Regions from separate parts of the Mus musculus genome. Here all the other regions are linked to region 3. A link is a contact called in public Hi-C and HiChIP or PLAC-seq data. All regions are on one chromosome and are shown on one strand. Each heading gives the region's core, a stretch centred on a gene start, on an enhancer-like site or on the middle of the called end of the contact. The rest is flanking DNA. Distances are from core to core; before and after follow the strand shown. Region 1 has its middle 12 kb from the start of Gm23947. Region 2 overlaps Foxn2 (forkhead box N2). Region 3 overlaps Gm31615 (a long non-coding RNA gene). Region 4 has its middle 19 kb from the start of Foxn2.

What was found. Hi-C and Micro-C count contacts between places; a contact is called where the count stands out from the background. HiChIP or PLAC-seq counts read pairs in DNA pulled down with a chosen protein or histone mark.
Region 1: a contact with region 3 is called in a Hi-C map of CD8 T cells, with 3 times the contacts expected there. The contact joins two enhancer-like sites. A contact is called at or near these places in 27 of 484 Hi-C or Micro-C datasets (B cells, CD4 T cells, CD8 T cells and 16 more) and 13 of 115 datasets of contacts at active chromatin or transcription factors (bone marrow-derived macrophages, differentiating embryonic stem cells, effector CD8 T cells and 6 more).
Region 2: a contact with region 3 is called in an H3K4me3 HiChIP or PLAC-seq map of fetal liver, with 2.7 times the contacts expected there. The contact joins two enhancer-like sites. A contact is called at or near these places in 4 of 39 promoter capture datasets (the C10 cell line, the HPC-7 cell line, cranial neural crest and 1 more), 2 of 15 datasets of contacts at CTCF or cohesin (the NIH/3T3 cell line and large pre-B cells), 5 of 484 Hi-C or Micro-C datasets (bone marrow-derived macrophages, liver, muscle stem cells and 2 more) and 20 of 115 datasets of contacts at active chromatin or transcription factors (the NIH/3T3 cell line, bone marrow-derived macrophages, embryonic basal ganglia and 12 more).
Region 4: a Hi-C map of colorectal tumor organoids shows a contact between it and region 3, with 1.9 times the contacts expected there. The contact joins two enhancer-like sites. A contact is called at or near these places in 36 of 484 Hi-C or Micro-C datasets (the 3T3-L1 cell line, 3T3-L1-derived adipocytes, the 63-12 cell line and 32 more), 15 of 115 datasets of contacts at active chromatin or transcription factors (bone marrow-derived macrophages, embryonic basal ganglia, embryonic fibroblasts and 8 more) and 2 of 9 other capture datasets (adipose tissue and liver).

The regions. Positions count from the first base shown.
Region 1 is chr17:88,402,425-88,407,393 of GRCm38.p6, forward strand. No RefSeq gene overlaps it. Among named protein-coding and RNA genes, the nearest start is that of Gm23947, 12 kb to the left of the region's middle. Within about 2 kb of position 2,712, at least 25 of the 459 cell types and tissues checked have an H3K27ac peak or open chromatin away from gene starts, as enhancers often do. A contact at or near this core is called in CD8 T cells, embryonic stem cells, memory CD8 T cells and 1 more, where this site is marked.
Region 2 is chr17:88,465,802-88,470,492 of GRCm38.p6, forward strand. All of the region lies in intron 2 of Foxn2 (forkhead box N2), which reads left to right. Among named protein-coding and RNA genes, the nearest start is that of Foxn2, 27 kb to the left of the region's middle. Within about 2 kb of position 1,535, at least 15 of the 459 cell types and tissues checked have an H3K27ac peak or open chromatin away from gene starts, as enhancers often do. A contact at or near this core is called in fetal liver, where this site is marked.
Region 3 is chr17:88,253,163-88,257,740 of GRCm38.p6, forward strand. Gm31615 (a long non-coding RNA gene) reads right to left here. Exons shown (of 7, transcript XR_877113.1): 4 at 536-1,133. Among named protein-coding and RNA genes, the nearest start is that of 1700116H05Rik, 52 kb to the right of the region's middle. Within about 2 kb of position 3,104, at least 289 of the 459 cell types and tissues checked have an H3K27ac peak or open chromatin away from gene starts, as enhancers often do. A contact at or near this core is called in CD8 T cells, colorectal tumor organoids, embryonic stem cells and 3 more, where this site is marked.
Region 4 is chr17:88,419,354-88,424,418 of GRCm38.p6, forward strand. No RefSeq gene overlaps it. Among named protein-coding and RNA genes, the nearest start is that of Foxn2, 19 kb to the right of the region's middle. Within about 2 kb of position 2,043, at least 4 of the 459 cell types and tissues checked have an H3K27ac peak or open chromatin away from gene starts, as enhancers often do. A contact at or near this core is called in colorectal tumor organoids, where this site is marked.

The DNA of each region.
Region 1 (4,969 bases), core at 1,462-3,961, 150 kb after region 3:
GTCCCTCACCTTTCTTGGAATTATTTCCTTTGCCATCTGTAGCTCTACTGCATTCCTTTTCACCATTGTGTTTTAGAGACTCTGATGGAAGAGTTCATGATAATTCACTTATTAACTCTTCCATACACTGCAGCTAGTTTGTTCCCAATACATTGCTAGAAACGGGGCGATTGCCAAGCACGGTACTTTATACCTGTAATAACTACTTTTGACAAACCGAGACAGGACGACCCTGGCAAGTTTGCTGTCATCTTGGATTACGTATCATGTTCCAGACCAGCTTGAAAACTCTAATTAATCAATCAAGTAATCAGTCAATGTCTGCCCCTATCCATTTGCACACATAAAGGTAAATTTCTTCAGAGTACACATTTGAGAACAAAATTAATCCGAAAAATATGTAAATTACTTGAATATTACCAAATGGTCTTTCAATGTGATGTGTTAATTTGCACCCTTTTTAGTAATGTTAGCATATTAGATTTTTTTTATGTAGAGATATATAGGTCTGGGGATGTAGCTTAGGGATAGTGTATCTAGTTGACCTGTGCTCAATCATTAGTACCACAAAGAAGAAGGACAGCCATGCCTGCACTCACATTTGTCACTTGTGTGGCGTGGGCATCGTGAATGTGTCCGAGCTCAGAATCCCCAAGCCTGGATGTGCTTATTTGCATATCTTTCCACAGCCCATTTCTGTTCATTTTCCTAACTCTCAAGTCCTACAGACAAGTCCTCCACTGCTCTCTAGTTCTGCTTGCCTTCCTCGGCTCTCCTGACTGCCCTTTACATCCCCTGGTGTAGTCAGTGTTTCAGGAGCCCATGCTGTGGTTGTAAGCCATGTCCTCAGCCAGGGCTACCAGCCTCTCCCCAGGACCCTGTACCACATGCATGTCCAATTCCTGAGAAGACGGACAAAGATGAGACGCTTGCTTTTCCTCCCAGGAGAGGCCTTCCTGGTTCCATAGCAGCTTCCCAGGAGCGGCCCTCTTCACTCATTTGGCAGTTGCAGTGCAGATCCACCTGTGTGTGTGAGAGAGAGAGCGTTCAATTACACTTTCAGTTTCAATGACTGTATGTTTTCACTTTTGTACACAGGGTTGGATGTTCCAGCCACACAGGATGTGTGTGATGACACATAGGCAGGAAGTAAGTAGACGGGAGCTACATCAGGATGTACGCTTGCCCCCATTGGATGAAGGTGGGAGTACAGAGCCTTATAAAGCACACTGATTTACCAATTGGGATGAACACACACTCCATCCCAGCTTTTCTCCTCTGCAGCTATCCTAGAAAGACTGCCTCTGGAGAGCCCGGCTTTTCTTTCACACTTTCCTAAGGACAACGGTGAATACCTTAGCTGATCTTCTTAAGCCTACTGTAAGTGGTAAACTATTCTTTGGGGAAAACCGTAGTCATATTACCCCTTCCTCTGAGATTATCATAGACATGGTCACATACAGGTCAGGTGCCTTTCTTTTCTTTTCTGATCTCCAACTCACCAGCCAAGGAGAACCTTGAACTTCTGCTCCCCCTCTGCCTCTACCTCCAAAGACCTTGGATTAGAAGTATGCATCACCGCACCAGTGCTGGGTATGGTCGTAATAGAACCCAGGGCTTTGTGGATGCCAGGCAAGCAGGCTCTCAACCGAGAGCTACACCCCCCATCCAGAGGTTATATAAAACACCCAGCTACGTGTTTGTTTTGAGACAGTCATGTACACCAGGCTAGCCTTGAACTTATGAAGTGGATGAGGCTCACTTTAACCTCTGAGTCTCTTGACTCCCTAAAGCACCACTACACCCGCTGCCTTTACTTTTTTTAGTTCTCTAAAAACAAACAAACAAACAAACAAACCTTTTGATACTAATAAGATTACAGCGATGAGATCCAGTGTTAATTTCACTGAGTCCACATCAAGGTAAATACTTCAAGTGGCAGAATTGCTCAGAAAAAGATTTTTTTTTTTAAACTGAGAAAGTTCTTAGAGCACTTCAGCCGCTATCTTAACCCCCTGCCGAATTTAGGTACCTTGAGGAAATAATCATTCATTAGGAAGTGTGAGAAATGTCGTAGGTTGATTCTGTTTAAATGCCAATTAGCATGAACGAGGGGCATGCAAATACCACCGCCAGAGAGGCCAACCCAATGTGGAATTATTTCAGAGCAATTAATTCACTTCCAAGCTTCTAGTATTAGCACCACCTTATTTCCCTTGTGTATTCAGACAAAGTGTTTTTAAAAATCAACCAAAAACTGTGATGCTCTGCCAACAAGATTCTAGAGTGAAAGACAACCCCCTAGTCAAATGTAAATTGTAGCCGCATTAGTATGCTAATGAGCTAACAGATAAACTGTGGGTCAAATTTTCCCTTCCTCAGCTTAAATAGCCCTTGAAAAAGACCTCTTTCTAAATGTTTACGGAACCTAGGAGCAGCGGCAATTAAGGTTTATTATATGAAAATTATCTGTTCAGCGATATGAAAAATTAATAAAGTCAGACACGGTTCCTCCTAATGACTTACAAATTGTGGAACAGCGTGATATGGAAGAGGCAGACCTACGGATGCGAAGTCTTAGGAAGTTCTTCAGTAGCAGTTCATTTTGTTTGAAGATTTAAACGGGAGTCAGGGAGAAAAACAGTTCTGAAAAGGTTGAAGGTTGAACCTTTTGCAGCAGGAAGTGAACGGTGGTTAGAGACGATCGGTTTTCTCTTAAGCACAGTCAGAGGCTTCTGGGTGAAGCGACCCCATCACCTCCCACCCTGAAGGAAGCAGTCCAATGCTTTATAGCCATTTCACCTTCCTAGCTTCTATCTCCCCACTTTCCTATTATACATGCCTTAAAACCTGAATGCCGGAAGCTCTCAAGATGGCTCAACGAGTAAAGCGCTGACCGCTGAGCCTGATGAACTGAGTTCGAGCCGTAGGACCCATGTGGTGCAGGTAGAGAACCACTTCTACTTACATGTGCTGTCCGCGCGCGCGCACACACACACGCACACGCACACCGTGTATGTACATATACACGTTTGCATTTAATTTAATTTAGGAAGAAGTCTGATTGTTTTGTAGCACTCAGCTCAGCTCCTTGCTCCCAGGTCTGGTTTAAGAAAGCGACCTGGGAGCTGGTGAGATGGCTCAGCGGTTAAGAGCACTGACTGCTCTTCTGAAGGTACTGAGTTCAAATCCCAGCAACCACATGGTGGCTCACAACCATCCGTAATGAGATCTGATGCCCTCTTCTGGAGTGTATGAACACAGCTACAGTGCACTTAAAAAAGAAAAAAAAAAAAAAAAAAAAAAAAAAGAAAGTGACCTGGAGCCGGGCGTGGTGGCACACGCCTTTAATCCCAGCACTCCGGAGGCAGAGGCAGGCGGATTTCTGAGTTCGAGGCCAACCTGGTCTACAAAAAGAGTTCCAGGACAGCCAGAGCTATACAGAGAAACCCTGTCTTGAAAAACAAAACAAAACAAAAAAGGAGGAGGAGGAGGAGGAGGAGGAGGAGGAGGAGGAGGAGGAGGAGGAGGAGGAGAAGGAAGGAGACCTGGGGGAACTTCATAAACAACTGGCATAAGGAATTTTAAAGCCCTGCTGATGACTGTAACATTTAAGAGATGCTGAGAACTAATGTCCTGAGGGTGTTGCTTCCACAGGACTTGCTATCAGCTTCTTTTCTCCTCCTTCCTTCCTTCTTCCCATCTTTCTTCCCTCCTTCCTTCCATCTTTCTATGTGTAAAGGTGAATCTGAATCATATGTGATTGATCTTTCAGTGAGCATTCCCCACAGTTGACCTTCCTTGCTGATGTCACTAGAGGCAGGAAGGTAAATGAACTGAAAGAAGGGAGTGAGCCTCTGCGAACAGAACAGCCAGTGACTAGATAAGCCTCATAAACCTGGATTTCAGCTCGCCACACAAAGTGCTCTTGTGATTTTGACCTGAAGCCAGTTTTCAGGTTAGTCTGCTGACAATCAAACCACAAGCCCACAATACTGCACTGGGAGCCACTCAGAACAACACAGATCCGCAGGCTGCAAACCCGGAAGCAGGACACCCCCTTTTTTTTATTTTTCTTGTTCATTTTTTTTAGATATTTGAATAGAATTTCATTATGTAACCCAAACTGACCACAAACTCCCAGTGATCCTCCTGACTCTGCCTCTCAAATGCTGAGATTACAGGTGTAGGCTATTCTCAATCCTCCTGCCTCAAGTTTCCAAGTATTCTGATTACAGGAGTGTACTAACATGCCTAATTCCTTAGCTCAAAATATAGTTATTATAATATTTTTTCTGTCCTTTTTTGGTGTTGCAGAATACCAGACTACTAGGTCTGTCTGTCTATCTATCTATCTATCTATCTATCTATCTATCTATCTATCTATCATCTATCTGTCTGCCTTTCTGTCTGTCTTTCTATCTACCATCCATCTATTATCTATCTGTCATCCATCCATTAATGTATGTACCTATCTATGTATGTATCATCTATGTATGTATGTATCATCTATGTATGTATGTATCATCTATGTATGTATGTATCATCTATGTATGTATGTATGCATCATGTATGCATGTATGTCTGTATGTATGTATCATCTATCCATTTACCTACTTACTTATACCAGGATTGATGTCAGGACCTCACGTATGCTAGGCAAGCGTTCTAGTCCTTACAGCTGGAGAGACCGGGTGTCCAGGCTGTGCTGCAGATGTCTGATCTGGTGAGGGCCATTTTGAAGATTTTCACATGGTAGAATGTGGAAGGGCAATATAACTGACTGATGCCTTAATACTCTCAATCTCACTAAGGAAGGGGGAAGCACTCGAAATTGAGAGCATTACATCAGCAATGCCTGAATTTTGGCGAGTGTACATCCAACCCTGAGCTTATGGAGGATTTTCCGACATGAGTCAAACAGAGGCTGTTTTATACTAACACTGAAAGGGTCCTGCATGCCAGGTAC
Region 2 (4,691 bases), core at 285-2,784, 210 kb after region 3:
TCAGTATTTCCCAAATACTTAGGCATCTGAGTTTCTAAAGTTTTTTTTAAAGACTACTATATAAAGTTCTTTTATATTCATTTTTACTTGTTTGATTTTTATTTAATGTTTGTTTCCTCCCTCCGTCCCTCCCTCCTTCCTTCCTTCCCTCCCTCCCTCCCTCCCCTCCTCTCTCCCTCTCTTCTTGTCTTTGTAGAGTTAGGATTTCATGTAACCCAGCTGAGATCAAACTCAATGTGTAGCTAAGGGTGGCTGTCTTATATACTTTGAAATTGTTGTGATACCATGGCCGATATCTGGGGCTTTTCATATGGTGGGCGTGTTCCTTTAATTAGCCTATGATTTTAAGGACAAACAAAATGAAAAGGGAACTCCAAGTTCATCAAATCACCCATAAAGTGGCGGCAAGAAGTTACTCCCTCGCAGGGCTGTAGTGGCATACTCCTTTAATGCCAGCACTTTTGAGGCAGAGGCATGTAGATTTCTGAGTTCGAGACCAGCTTGGTCTACAGAGTGAGTTCCAGGACAGCCAGGGCTACATAGACAAGCCCTGCCTCGGAAAAAAAGAAAAAAAAAAAAAAAAAAAGAAGAAGAAGTTACTCCCTCAAGCAGAGGGAGCAGGCTGGGATCCAAGAGGAGGGTAAGGGTCCTGGAGCCCAGAGTGGACAGCCCAGTAAATTTCCTGTGGGAGAGCTGATCACTGATCACTTTCTTCTCTAGATGCCCTCCTAGGCCGTTGGGTATTGCCCATGAGAACCACAAAGTCAATATGGAAATGGTGATTGCCATCTCAGAATTCCAAAAGCCAACTTTTCTTTTATAAAGCTTTTATTTTAGCATTAAAGTTTTGTTGGTTTGTCTGTTTTCTCTTCTCATGATAGGGCTTTTCTATTTAGCTTAGGCAGGACTCATGATCCTTCTGCCCTGGCCTCCCACGTATGTTATCATCACACTAGACTTCAGCCAGTGCTTTGCAGATAACAGAGGCTGTAAACAGATATTCAAGGCAGTGTCTGGAAGGCAAGAGCACTGAGGGAAGCTGCCTAGGAAAGACAGAAGGAAGGAACAAAGGGACCCCAAAGGCAGGGATAAGTGCAGCTCAGAAAAATGCCTGAATATCATGGTAGAACCAAGAACCAGCCATGCAATATATTTTAAGAAGACATTCTCAGCTGGATGCTCTGGGAGTCACGTGATTATCATGGAGCTCCTAGGAGCTCTGGATGCTGATCCAGAGAGTCAGACAGCTAAAACTCTGTGTTTAGAAGGAGTGCTGTTGTAGTATTTTCTACTTAATAAATCCCGATGGAGGGTTTGCCCGCCCCAAGGTTTATGTTCCTGAATGAAACACACGCACAGCTTTTATATTTTGATATGCCTTAAGTAGCTCAATAGCTGGACCACTGTCTAACCTCCATGCAGTTAATCCTCAGTTATTTACCAATTTTATGTTCTATCTTGGCTTCTCTGGACTCAGGACTGCTCAGTTGGGCCAAACTCTCCCAGCTCATTAACATGGCAACCATATCTCTCTTCTCAGGCATCACATCTTTCCTCCCTCCACACTTTCCTGGCATGTTGGATCTCTCCTTCATCCCTTCTCTCTTCTGGCCCCAAACCTGAGAATCCTCAAATCCTGCCTGTGTCTCCCCCCCCACCCCCAGCTATTGGCTGTTGGCATCTTTATTACCAATCTGAACCAATGGGGGCGGGGTGGGGTGGAGAAGGGAGGGTGATGGGGGGGGGCAGACTCCCAGGAGTTAAGTGCAGACACTCTCATACAAACAGGTTTTTAGTGAAACATAATTAGCATTCGTAATACAAGCAGCAGTTGGTTCTTCATCTATCAAACAAGATGCCAATGGCCAATTGCTGAACAAAGGAAAGAGACGGGACTTCCACATCCTGCCAAGCAGGCTAAGAGACACAAGACGAGGAAGGGAAATGTCTCCATGCTTCGGAGGGAGAAAAGGTGACCAGCCATGTGAGATCTTGGGGAGCCGCCCGCCATAGGCCACTTCCCCAGGTGAAAGATTAGAAAAAAACTAGCTGAGGGCAGTTTTGGGTTGTTGAACAAGGAGAAGGTAACTGGGTCACTAAGCTAAGGGCAGATTAAGATGTGCTGAGCTAAGAATAGTGGGAAGGACATGCTAGCTACAGGAGATTAGAAGTGCCCAGCAATTGAACCAAGGTGGCAGGTTGAAATTGAGCTGTGTGTGTGTGTCTGTGTTTTTCGTCCATGGATCCAGTATTCTCTGGGCAGGGCCCGGTAGTGCAGTCCACTCAGAGCTTAAAGCAAGTTCATAGGAACTACATGCTACAAGAAGCTACAGTGTAGGCTGGTAGGTGGGGCTTTGATGGCCCCACCAGGAGGGATCCCTGCGAGGACAGGGAGGAAGACTAAGAAGGGAGAGAGGGGCTTCTCCTATAGGAAACACCGAGAAGGTCAGAAAAGAAAACTTTATTTTCAGAGGCCAGGAATGAGAAGTTCACAGTCTAGCACTGGACAGTCGGAGATGGGAGAAAGGACTCCATGGGTATACACGATAAAGCCCCATCCTGGCTTCCCCACCCTTTGGGAGAGGTTTGAGGCACCATAGGACTAGGCATGGTTGGTGTGGTTTGAATGAGGTCTCCTGTAAGTCTCCCAACATTTGGATATTTGGTCCTCAGTGGTTGTTTGAAGAGGATTAGGAAGTATGCCCTTGCTGAAGAATGTATGTTATGGGGGTGAGTTTTCAGATTTCAGAAAGACTCCTACAAAGATCGCCGATGCTCTTGGATTGGCAGGATTAATATAGTAAAAATGGCCATCTTGCTGAAAGCAGTCTACAGATTCAATGAAATCCCCATCAAAATTCCAGCTCAATTCTTTTTTTTTTTTTTTTTTTTTTTTTTTTTTCCCTGAGACAGGGTTTCTCTGTGTAGCCTTGGCTGTCCTGGAACTCACTCTGTAGACCAGGCTGGCCTCGAACTCAGAGATCCGCCTGCCTCTGCCTCCCAAGTGCTGGGACTAAAGGCGTGTGCCACCACGCCCGGCTCCAACTCAATTCTTCATAGGGAAGAGCAATTTGCAAATTCATTTGGAATAACAAAAAACCTAGGATAGCCAAAACTATTCTCAACAATAAAAGAACATCTGGAGAAATCACCATGCCTGACCTCAAGCTGTACTTCAGAGCAATTGTGATTAAAAACTGCATGGTACTGGTACAGTGACAGACAGGTAGATCAATGGAATAGAATTGAAGACCCAGAAATGAACCCACATACCTATGGTCACTTGATCTTTGACAAAGGAGCTAAAACCATCCAGTGGAAAAAAGACAGCATTTTCAACAAATGGTGCTGGTTCAACTGGAGGTCAGCATGTAGAAGGATGCAAATTGGCCCATTCTTATCTACTTGTTCAAAGCTCAAGTCCAAGTGGATCAAGGAGCTCCACATAAAACCAGAAACACTGAAACTCATAGAAGAGAATGTGGGGAAGAGCCTTGAGGACAGGCACAGGGGGAAATTACCTGAACAGAACACCAATGGCTTATGTTCTAAAATCAACAATTGACAAATGGGATCTTATAAAATTGCAAAACTTCTGTTAGGCAAAGGACACTGTCAATAAGACAAAAGGCAACCAACAGATTGGGAAAAGATCTTTACCAACCCTAAATCTGAGAGGGGCTAATATCCAATATATACAAAAAACTAAAGAAGTTAGACTCCAGAGAACCAAATAACCCTATTAAAAATGGGGTACAGAGGTAAACAATTCTCAACTGAGGACTACCAAATGGCTGAGAAGCACCAAAAGAAATGTTCACTATCCTTAGTCATCAGAGAAATGCAAATCAAAACAACCCCGATATTCCACCTCACATTAGTCAGAATGGCTAAGATGAAAAACTCAGGTGACAGCAGATAGTGGCGAGGATGTGGAGAAAGAAGAACACTCCTCCACTGCTGGTGGGATTGCAAGCTGGTACAGCTTAACAGAAATCAGTCTGGCGGTTCCTCAGAAAATTGGATTCATCTATACCACTCCTGAGCATATATCCAAAAGATGCTCCAACATATAGCAAGGACACGTGCTCCACTATGTTCCTAACAGCCTTATTTATAATAACCAGAAGCTGGAAACAAATCAGATGTCCTTCAACAGAAGAATGGATTCAGAAAGTGTGGTACATTTACACAGTGGCGTACTACTCAGCTATTCAAAACAATGACTTCATGAAATTCTTAGGCCAATGGATGGAATTTGAAAATATCATCCTGAGCAAGATAACCCAGTCACAAAAAGAAAATACATGGTATGCACTCATTGATAAGTGGATATTAGTCTAAAAGCTCAGAATACTCAATATATAATTCACAGACCACATGAAGCTCAAGAAGACCAAAGTGTGGGTGCTTCAGTCCTTCTTAGAAAGGGGAACAAAATACTCACAGGAAGGAATTATAGAGACAAAGTGTGGTGCAGAGACTGAAGGAAAGGCCATCCAGAGACTGCTCCACCTGGGGATCCATCCCATATAGAGACACCAAAGCCAGGCACTATTGCAGATGCCAAGAAGTGCTTGCTGATAGGAGCCTGATAAAGCTGTCTCCTGAGAGAATCTGCCAGAGCCTAACAAATACAGAGGCAGATGCTCACAGCCAACCATTGGACTGAGTAGGGGTCCTCAGTGGAG
Region 3 (4,578 bases), core at 1,854-4,353:
ATCAGAATCTAATACAACCATTAGTTTGCTCTCTGGCCCTTAACTTCTGTTACTTAATCATCCTAAACTGTTTGTAACAGCAGCTATAGGACTGGGGGTCAAATTCTTAAATGAGTTGCATAGGCACAATGCCTATCTAAGAGTAACAATATTAATTTCAATTCTTGTATCAATATACAAAGATTTATACCAATGAAAACCTTAAACCTGTATCAATATACAAATTCTGTACCAATGTAAGAAATTATAACTTCAATTTTGTATCAGTTATAGAGATTTCTATCAATGTAAATAATATCTATACAATGCTTTATTTAAGAATAAATTTAGCACCGGGCATGGTGGCACATGCCTTTAATCCCAGCACTCGGGAGGCAGAGGCAGGTGGATTTCTGAGTTCGAGGCCAGCCTGGTCTACAGAGTGAGCTCCAGGACAGCCAGGGCTATACAGAGAAACCCTGTCTCGAAAAACCAAATAAATAAATAAATAAATAAATAAATAAATAAATTAATTTAGTAATCTGCTCATATTTACCCGCTTCATCCTCTCATCATGCTTCCATGTGACAGGTGCAGGAAGGTAACGCAGGGCTTTGATTGTCAGAGTAGCTGGGAGTTGCAGTCTCATGCATGTTCCCAGGTTCCTGTCTACTTGTGCTATGATAGGCATCTTCTGGGAGCTCCAGTTTTCTCACTACAGAGTAAGAATAACAAGAATTAACCATGAAGCTTTGCTGCGCAGGAATGAGCTAGCCCCAACTTACTGAAGAAAGGAGCTATTATTAATATGCAGCATATGGACACACAACATATGCATTCTGAATGAATGAATGAATGAATGGGCACAAGGGAAGGTTGGGAAGGTTGGCCCAGGTCCCCTAAACTGATGAGCAACTTCTTTGAAATTATGCCTTTAGGAATTTGTTATTTGAGATGAGAAATGGGTAAAAAGAAAAACTCAGAAAGGTTGTATGAGAGACTCCTGCGTGGCTGGCATCCAAGCAGCAGGATGGACGGATAAACTTCCCAACTCTCCAAACCACACAGGCCGAAGCTGTGCACTGGAGACTTCCAGGATGCCAGATCTCTTTCATCCAGAAGGAAGGAGACGGAGTGCTCGACACAGCTCCTTTCTGTGAAGATAGAACATTGGTAGAAATCTTCGTATATTGATACAACATTGGAAATGACCATATGTTGTTACTGCCTTGGGAGTGGAAACTCAGTTATGAAAGGGATTCGGCTACGAAGTACTAGGACTGAGTCACTCTCGGCTAAGACTGGAGATTTCTTAAAACTAGAAGCAAAGCTTGGGAACTTTCTTGTCTCTGAAAGGCTGATAGGCTTCAGCATTAAAATCATATAATCAAAGTTAGGTGCTTTAATCCCAGCACTCAGAAGACAGAGGCAGGCAGATCTCTGAGTTCAAAAGGCTAACCTGGTCTACAAAGTGAATTCCAGGACAGCAAAGGGCCTGAAACTCTGTCTTGAAACAACCAAATATCTACACATATATAATATAGTTAATTTTTCCTGAATGCCTGTGGTAACAAACAATAAGAGTGATTATCTTGAAAACTATTTGTTGCCCGGTGGTGGTGGCACACGCCTTTAATCCCAGCACTTGGAAGGCAGAGGCAGATGGATTTCTGAGTTTGAGGCCAGCCTGGTCTACAGAATGAGTTCCAGGACAGCCTGGGCTACACAGAGAAACCCTGTCCCGAAAATCCAAACAAAGAAAGAAAGAAAAAGAAAGAAAGAAAGAAAGAAAGAAAGAAAGAAAGAAAGAAAGAGAGCTATTTGTTCTCTAGATCAAAATATATCCATCTTACTAATGTTACTACTTTTTAAAAACAGAGATTCATTATATACATTTTAGCAGAATACAATAAATACTTATTATACTAAGTAACAATAATCACAATAATTCGACTTGTAAAATAAAATACAATTAAGGTGGCCCAGGTGCCCAGTAATGAGTTTGAAGTAATGACTCATAAGTGCGAAGACTTCCCTGACTGGGTTTCTAACGTGATTACAAGTGGGTCATAAAAGTGAGTGTGAGAAACTAGCTTCCCAAACCAGGATCACCATTTACTGGAATCCATGAGTTCAGAGTAAGGCAGTAATCTTCTGGGGAGAAATGACTACTGTTGACTCATTAATCCAATAACTCTGTACTAATTACAGTGCCTCAGTTTCCCTATTTTATGAAGTTGTCACCTGCCTGCCGCTCAGTTGTGTTTGGAAAGTCCAGGGAGATAATAGTGTGTTTTGAAAATAAGGAATACATTATAAATGCTAAATAATAATAACAATAATAACAGGGAGTCTCTAATGACAGGGGTCCTTTAATAATACTCATCGAGTGTAATAGCATCACTAACCAGTAGGAACAAGACAGAGTGCGTTTGTCTTCTTAATCATCAGTTTGTCTCATGGGAAATTGGTAGAGAGAGGACTGGCGCCTCACACCGAGCCCCCACAGGCTTGCCAACCCGGTGACTCCTGCCCTCCAACTAGCACCTGCTTCGTTTCTCTTTAAGAAGGCGAGCGGTGTAACAGAAAGAAGGGGACAGAGGTATCCCAGCTCACATCCTAAGCCCAGAGAACAGGATTATAAAGTTTCAGTCCATAGCTGGTTGTAGAAAGAAAAGAAAAATAGGCTTGAGACCAAAGAGAGCAAAGGGCTTAGGGGGACGAAGGACCAAGGTAGCCACGAGGTGGCGACAATCCAGCTGGAAAGACCCGCTCGGGTGGCATAGATGGTTCGCAACCGAGGAAGGAACTTCCATAGACACAAAGAAGGGGTCTTCGGAACGGGGAAAAGGCATTTTGTCTGCTTCGCCGGCAGCGTATCGGGAGTTAGACATGACGAAGGCGACCTGGAGAAGGAGCGAGCAGCTCTCTTGTCATTCCTTGGGCTTCCACTTCCCAGGACCGCAGCCCTTGGTGTAGGGAGAATTTTGTGCAAAATCACCCGAAAAAGGTTTGACCCCCTCCTGCCGCCCGGAGGCCAGCCAGATGCTTCCCCGCAGCGACATTCCCAGGATTCCAGCCCGGGAGAGGACGATTTTGAGCCCAGCCACAGGCCTTGGGCCAGTATCTGGCTGCAACTGCGGGTCGGACTTAGCTCGGCAAGGCAAACCGGCCAGCTCACCCGGGGGCCGGGTCCTTGGAGCCCCTTGGGATCCGACCTTGGGGGAGGCTGCACCCTGGCTCTGGAAAGTGCAGCGGCCGTAGGGCGTGCCCGTAGCTCGGCTGCACCGGGTGCCTGGGAAAATGTCCGGAGCTGAGCGAGGCCCAGGGGGTAGGGGTGGGGGGTGGGGGTGCTCTGCTAGTTTTCTTTTGTTTCAGTGTGAATGTGAACACAACCACACCCTCGTTTGTGCTGGGCAGGAGGTAGCTGGCTTTGAAACTCCACTATTAGGAAATTTGAAATAGGGTTGTTAGGAAACTCCCTCGCAATTCTTAGGGCCGTCCTGGGCTGCCGAGCTTGGGCTCTAGCTGTCTGCCTGGTGCCATGCCTAGCCTACTGAGGTGCTACAATCTTTGGCCTGCCTAGAAGCCATGGGCGAATCCATGGCCCTCCCGCTTGGACCATGGTCAGCGATCAGGAAATCCGGGCAAGCTACTCACGGGCCCACCCCTCTGGGGTGTGGGGCGGGAGCCCTTGAGGAACACATGCCCCCGCAGGACTGCCTTATTTAAGCCCCACAGCATCATCACCTGCATTTTGCAGATGAGGGAAGCAAGCCTTTGGTACTGAGTAATTTGCCCGAGAATCTCAACTCTTAGAGGGGCTGGGATTTTACACTGGACCTGCATTTTTCTCCGAAGCCCTAGGCTATCTATGCTGCCTCCTACAGCCCCGCCAAGAGCCAACTGGGAGAAATATAAATAGAGCCAGGAATGAGCTTAAATTTTGGCAGGACAACCGAGGTTATTTTGGACTCTTCTTGCCTTTGAATGCAGACTGGAAAACAGCTAGTGTAAGCTCCACCTTCATCAACAAATGTTTTCCGTTTGTGTTTTATACCAGGAAACTAAGCACTGAGGTATCCCAGCGAACAGGACAGATCATATTAGTGTGTGATTGCACGAGTGTTTGGTGAGCTAATTATTAAGCTGTTAACTGAAAAACTGCCAATCTGGGCACTAGAGGGAGACTCCAGGCAGCAGGAGGAAGGGCAGTGTTCTTGCTGTAGGCAATCCCAGTAGGTTTCCCCTAGCAGGGTGGTTGGTTCCAATCAGATCTCTCCAGTGTTCCCAGCCAGTCTGTGTGCGGGTCAGCTGTGTCATAACCAGAGCAGGGCAGCATCCACTTCTCTGCAGCCTGAGCTCAGGTACCAGAGTTCTCCTTAGTGTTCCCTAGTCCTGGCAGGGTAACTGGGCCTCCTTACACCCTTCCTATACCCAGTGTTGCGCTGGTAAGTGTTCCAAAAACAACAACAAAAACAACAACAACAAAAAACAAACAAACTAACCTAACAAAAAGAAAGACCCTTAGTTTGCAATGAGTGGGTGGGAGGTCTCTACGGTAGAGATCACTTTCCCGGGGGTCACTTTGTATCTCTT
Region 4 (5,065 bases), core at 793-3,292, 170 kb after region 3:
AACCAACAACCACCAAGGAACCAAATCAGTCAACCAACCACCAACCAACAAAACCAACCAGCTAACCAACCAACAATCAACCAATCAACCAGCTAACCAACCATCAACCAACCAACCAACCAACAATCAACCAACCAACAACCATCCAAACCACAACCAACCAAATATACAACAAACCAAACAACCACCAACCAACCAAACCAACCAACCAACCAACCAACCAACCAACCAACCTGTTGTGTCCAGCCAGCAGATCACAGCCTGGGTTTTAGCCTGGAAAGGCATTTTGGAAACCTGGAAGAGAAGAGGGGCTGGGCTGTGCAAGATAAGGAAGGAACCAAGACAAAGGTCTCTGCTCAAGGTTTAATTTTTACTATTTCGGCACTCAGTTATGAAGGAAGGGGGAGGGGCCCGATTCCCGCCAAATAATCTTGGAGTCTAGTAGCAGGGTGACCACGTGTATGGCTCCGAACAGCAAAGCGGCAGGTTCCAGCAGTGGGCGTGGCAGAACGATTGAGCAGGCAAGCTCTATCCAGGTGTAAACAGTGGAACCATTAAGGCTGGGGGAGGGGAGGCTACATCTCCTCCCTGTTGCTAATAAAAATAAAAATAAAAATAAAAATAAAAATAAAAATAAAAATAGAAAAGGCTGGCCTGGGGCAAAAAATTTATCTATGTTCAATAGTTCTGTCTGAATTCTTAGGGCTAAAGAAAAACCCTGTCTCCGTGGGATTCTCTAACTTTTCTTATGGAAAACCATATCTGGATAAGACTGTCTTTTCTATCCTAGTAAACAACTAACAGAAAAGCCCTGAGATGTAGGCTCTGACTTTATAATGCTACACCAACCAACCAACCGAACCAAACAACAACCATCCAACAAACAAACAATAACCAACCACATAACAGCCAAGCAACAAACAACCAAATAACAAACAAAACAACCAACAAGCAAATAACAACCAAACAAACAAACCAAACAACTGACCAAACAAACAAATAACAAAGTAACAAACAAGTAAACAAGAAACAACCGCACAATGAACCAACCACAGCAAGCCTGGAGAAGATGTAGTTAAAGCTACTAACATACAAAAGTATTCTTTTCTTCAATTACTATCTTTCTCTTGACCAATCATACTTAGTGCCATGCTTTACCCAATGGCTATGCATAACTGCAGCACTGGACAGAGCTTTATAGGAGCCCTAGACCCTAACTGCTGTGCCCAGGGATCTGAACGCCCACTAGTTTACCAGGCTCATACTCTCACCAGCCACGGGACCAGGACATCTGGCCTTATAAAAGAATAGGACGATACTTGCCATGACTAGCCACCCCAAGTCACCAAAGGCATGCAGCAACCCCACACTCACCCCGTGCCTGGAAGCACTTGGAACCTGGAATCAATCACAGATGGGTGTGAGACACTAGCATCTGCAAGATACCCACTAAATTAATGCATAGTACTACTCAGAGCAGAGATGGATGGCTGCCATCATTCCCTAACCCACCTATTAACACCTGTCCCACCTAGACCCTTTCTGCAACCTGCCTAGGTCGGTCTGCATTGGAGATTTAGACAGAACATATTCTGTTCATACATGACCTGCTCAGAAATGGTCCTGGGGCTGGGCAAAGGGGAGCAGAAAACTCCTGGGGTGCTAGAGCATGGGAGAGCCAGCACCTGAGACCCTATTTTGCAAAGTAGAGCTATATGGCAAGAAGATGTGAGCCAAGGTTCCAAACTCCCACTGTAACTACACTGCTTCAACAAACTTTATTTACAAAACCCAAATGCAAAGATAACATTAAGATACCTGAGGCTGCAAACACTAAACTCAAAAAACAGAGTCCTTGGGCTGGCAAGATGGCTGAATGGGGGAAGGAGTTTGCCGCCAATTCTGACCACCTGCGTTTAGTTCAGGAGTCCACATGGTGAAAGAATAGGACTCTTGTAACACAAACAGTAAATAAAACAGGGCTCTGCCCATCCTGTGGCCTGTGGGAGGAACCTGATCACAGCCACAAAGCTGGACCTGCATGAGGAACTGTTGTCTCTTGAGAGCTTGCCAAGATGAGGTCATGAACACCTGTGTGCATGCATGGGCACATGTCTGTCTCCAAGTTGAAGTTATTTTTAGATAAGTATCCCGTGGCGTGGCAGGACTCATGCCATGTTACGGTGCCAAGGGATAAAATAATAAAAGTGATTCTTCCAAATAGGTTCTGAAGCTTTGATCAAGAAGCAGGTGGGGAAACGCTGTGGTAAATCTGAGAGTATCTTAAGTGACCTTATGAAATGCAGCTACGGAGTGCACGCACATTGTGAAAGCTTTTAGACCTGCAAAGGTGGGGAAGTCATCTGTGAATAGCTCTCACAAAGTCATCCTTTTCCACTCCATTTAGAAATACTCACTCCAATGTCCTCTCAAGGTCCATCTTTTCTAAGGCCTTTTCCAACTTTCCCAAGGCTGTATTTGATCCACTGTTGTTTATCTTCTAAGAAGGCATGGGCTGTGTTTCCAAGCCTGGTCTACAGAGTGAGTTCCAGGACAGCCATGGCTATACAGAGAAACCCTATCTCAAAACAAACAAACAAACAAACAAATAAATAAATAAATAAACAAACAAACAAACAAAGACAGAAAGAGGAAATGAAAGGGAACCTCGATTGGCCAGGAGTGGTGTCCTTTGCCTGTAACTCTAACATTTGGGAAACAGTCAGGAGTGCAAGGCCAGTGTCTCCGCTCATCTACACGGTGAGCCCAGCCAGGGCTGCAGGAAAACCTGTCTCAAAAGAAAAGAAAAATCAAATAGGGCTGGGTGGTGGTGCACACCTTGAATCTCAGCGCTTGGAAGGCAGAGGCAGGCTGATCACTGGGTTCTGGGTCAGCCAGGGCTGTACAAATGAGACCCTGTGTTAAAACAAAATAAAACAAAACAAACAATAACAGCAACAGCAATAAAGATCAAGGTCTGGGGCTGTAGATCAGCAGTAGGGCTGATCTAGTACATGTGAGTTTGATAGCCATAAAACAAACAAACAAAACAAAACATTTCAAATTCTTTAGCGTTCTCTCTCTGTCTCTGTCTCCCCCCCCCCCCCGTCTCTGTCGCTTGCTTTCTTTTTCTTTTATTTTTAAATTTTATTTTTTTTCCTTTTATCGAAAGCAGATTTTTCTCTCTCATATATTCTGATTACAGTTTCCCCTCTCTCTACTCAAGTTCCTCCCCACACCCCCATCTGGATCCACTCCCTTTTCTGTCTTTCATTAGAAAACAAACAGGATTCTAAGGGATAATAATAAAATAAAACCTAGTAAGAGGAAACAAAAACTAACCCATCAGACTAGGACAAAACAAACCTAAGGAAAAGAGATTTAGAAAAAGCACATTAAATAGATATAGACACAGAGACCCATTCCTTTGCCCACTCAGGAAACCTATAAACACTAAACTGGAGGTGAGTTTGGTGAGTGAGTTCCAAGACAGCCAAGGCTACATAGAGAAACCTTGACTCAAAATTCAAAACCAAACAAACAAAACAAAAAATAAAACAAACGAACAAAAATTTAAAAACCCACTAAGCTAGATGCTCTAATATATGCACAAAGGACCTGTAGAATAAAAAGAGAGAGAAAATATAATAAAATGAATTACTAATAAAAATTTAAAAGGTAAAGCAAACGCCCTGGCATGACATTATGAGACAAGGGACCTCCAAAGATGCCATTTAGTTTGCTTGATATTGGCCATCTGCTGCTGGACATGCAGGCTGCCCTTAAGAGTAGTTTCCCCAGTGAGACTCCCTTGGAGAATTTACAAGTGGTATTAAATTGAAGATTGCTCTCTCTCCCCTCTCCCCTCTCCCCTCTCCCCTCTTCCCTCTCCTTCCTTCTCCTCCCCTCTCCCCCCTCCCCTCTCCCCTCTCCCCTGTTCCTTTCTTTTTATAGTAGTATTCGGTTCTACCCGAGCTATCTAGGCTGTTGACTACCGAGTTCTCTGCGTGATCCTGTCCTTTGCCACGCAGAAGCCTCTCAGTATCATGAGGTCCTGTTTATTGTTGATCTTAGTGTCTGTGTTAAAGCCGCTTCCTGTGCCAATGCATTTGAGACTATCCCTCATGTCCTCACCTATCGGTTTCAGTGTATGTGGTTTTATGTTGAGGTCCTGAACCCCAATTTCAGATGATTGTGATTACGAGTATGATTATGACTATTATTCAGGATTGTTCTAGCTGTCAAAGGTTTTTTGTGTTCCCATATGAAGGTAAAATTTGTTCTTTCAAAATTTGTATTAGAATTTTGGTGGGTAATGCATTGAATCTATAGATTGCTTTTGGTAGGATGGCCATTTTTACTACATTGATCCTACAAATCCATAAGCATGGGAGATCTTTCCATCTTCTCTTATCTTGCTCAGTTTCTTTCTTCAATGTCTTAAAGGTTTTTGTTGTTGTTGTTGTTGTTTGTTTGTTTGTTTGTTTGTTTTTTCGAGACAGGGTTTCCCTGTGTAGCCCTGACTGTCCTGGAACTCACTCTGTAGACCAGGCTGGCCTCGAACTCAGAAATCCTCCTGCCTCTGCCTCTCAAGTGTTGGGATTAAAGGCTTGCGCCACCACTGTCTGGCTGTCTTAAAGTTTTTATCATACAAGTCTTTCACTTGCTTGGCTAGAATTACCCCCAAGATACTTTATATCAGTTGAGGCTATTGTGAACTGTGTTCCTTCCCTGATTTCTTTCTCAGCCCATTTGTTATTTGCATAGAAGGGCTACTGATTATTGTGAGTTGATTTTGTATCTAGGGACTTTGTTGAAAGTGTCTGTCAGCTGGAGGAATTCCCTAGTGGCACTTTTAGGGACATTTATGTATACTATCATGCCATCTGTAAATAAAGATGACTTTGACTTCTCCCTTTCCAATTTGTATCCCCTTGATCTCCTTCAGTGTCTTATTGCCCTAGCTAAGACGTCCAGTTCCATATCACATAGGTAAGGAGACTGTGGACAACTATGTGTGGTTGCTGATTTTAGTGGAATTAGTTTAAGGTTCTCTCCATTTAAG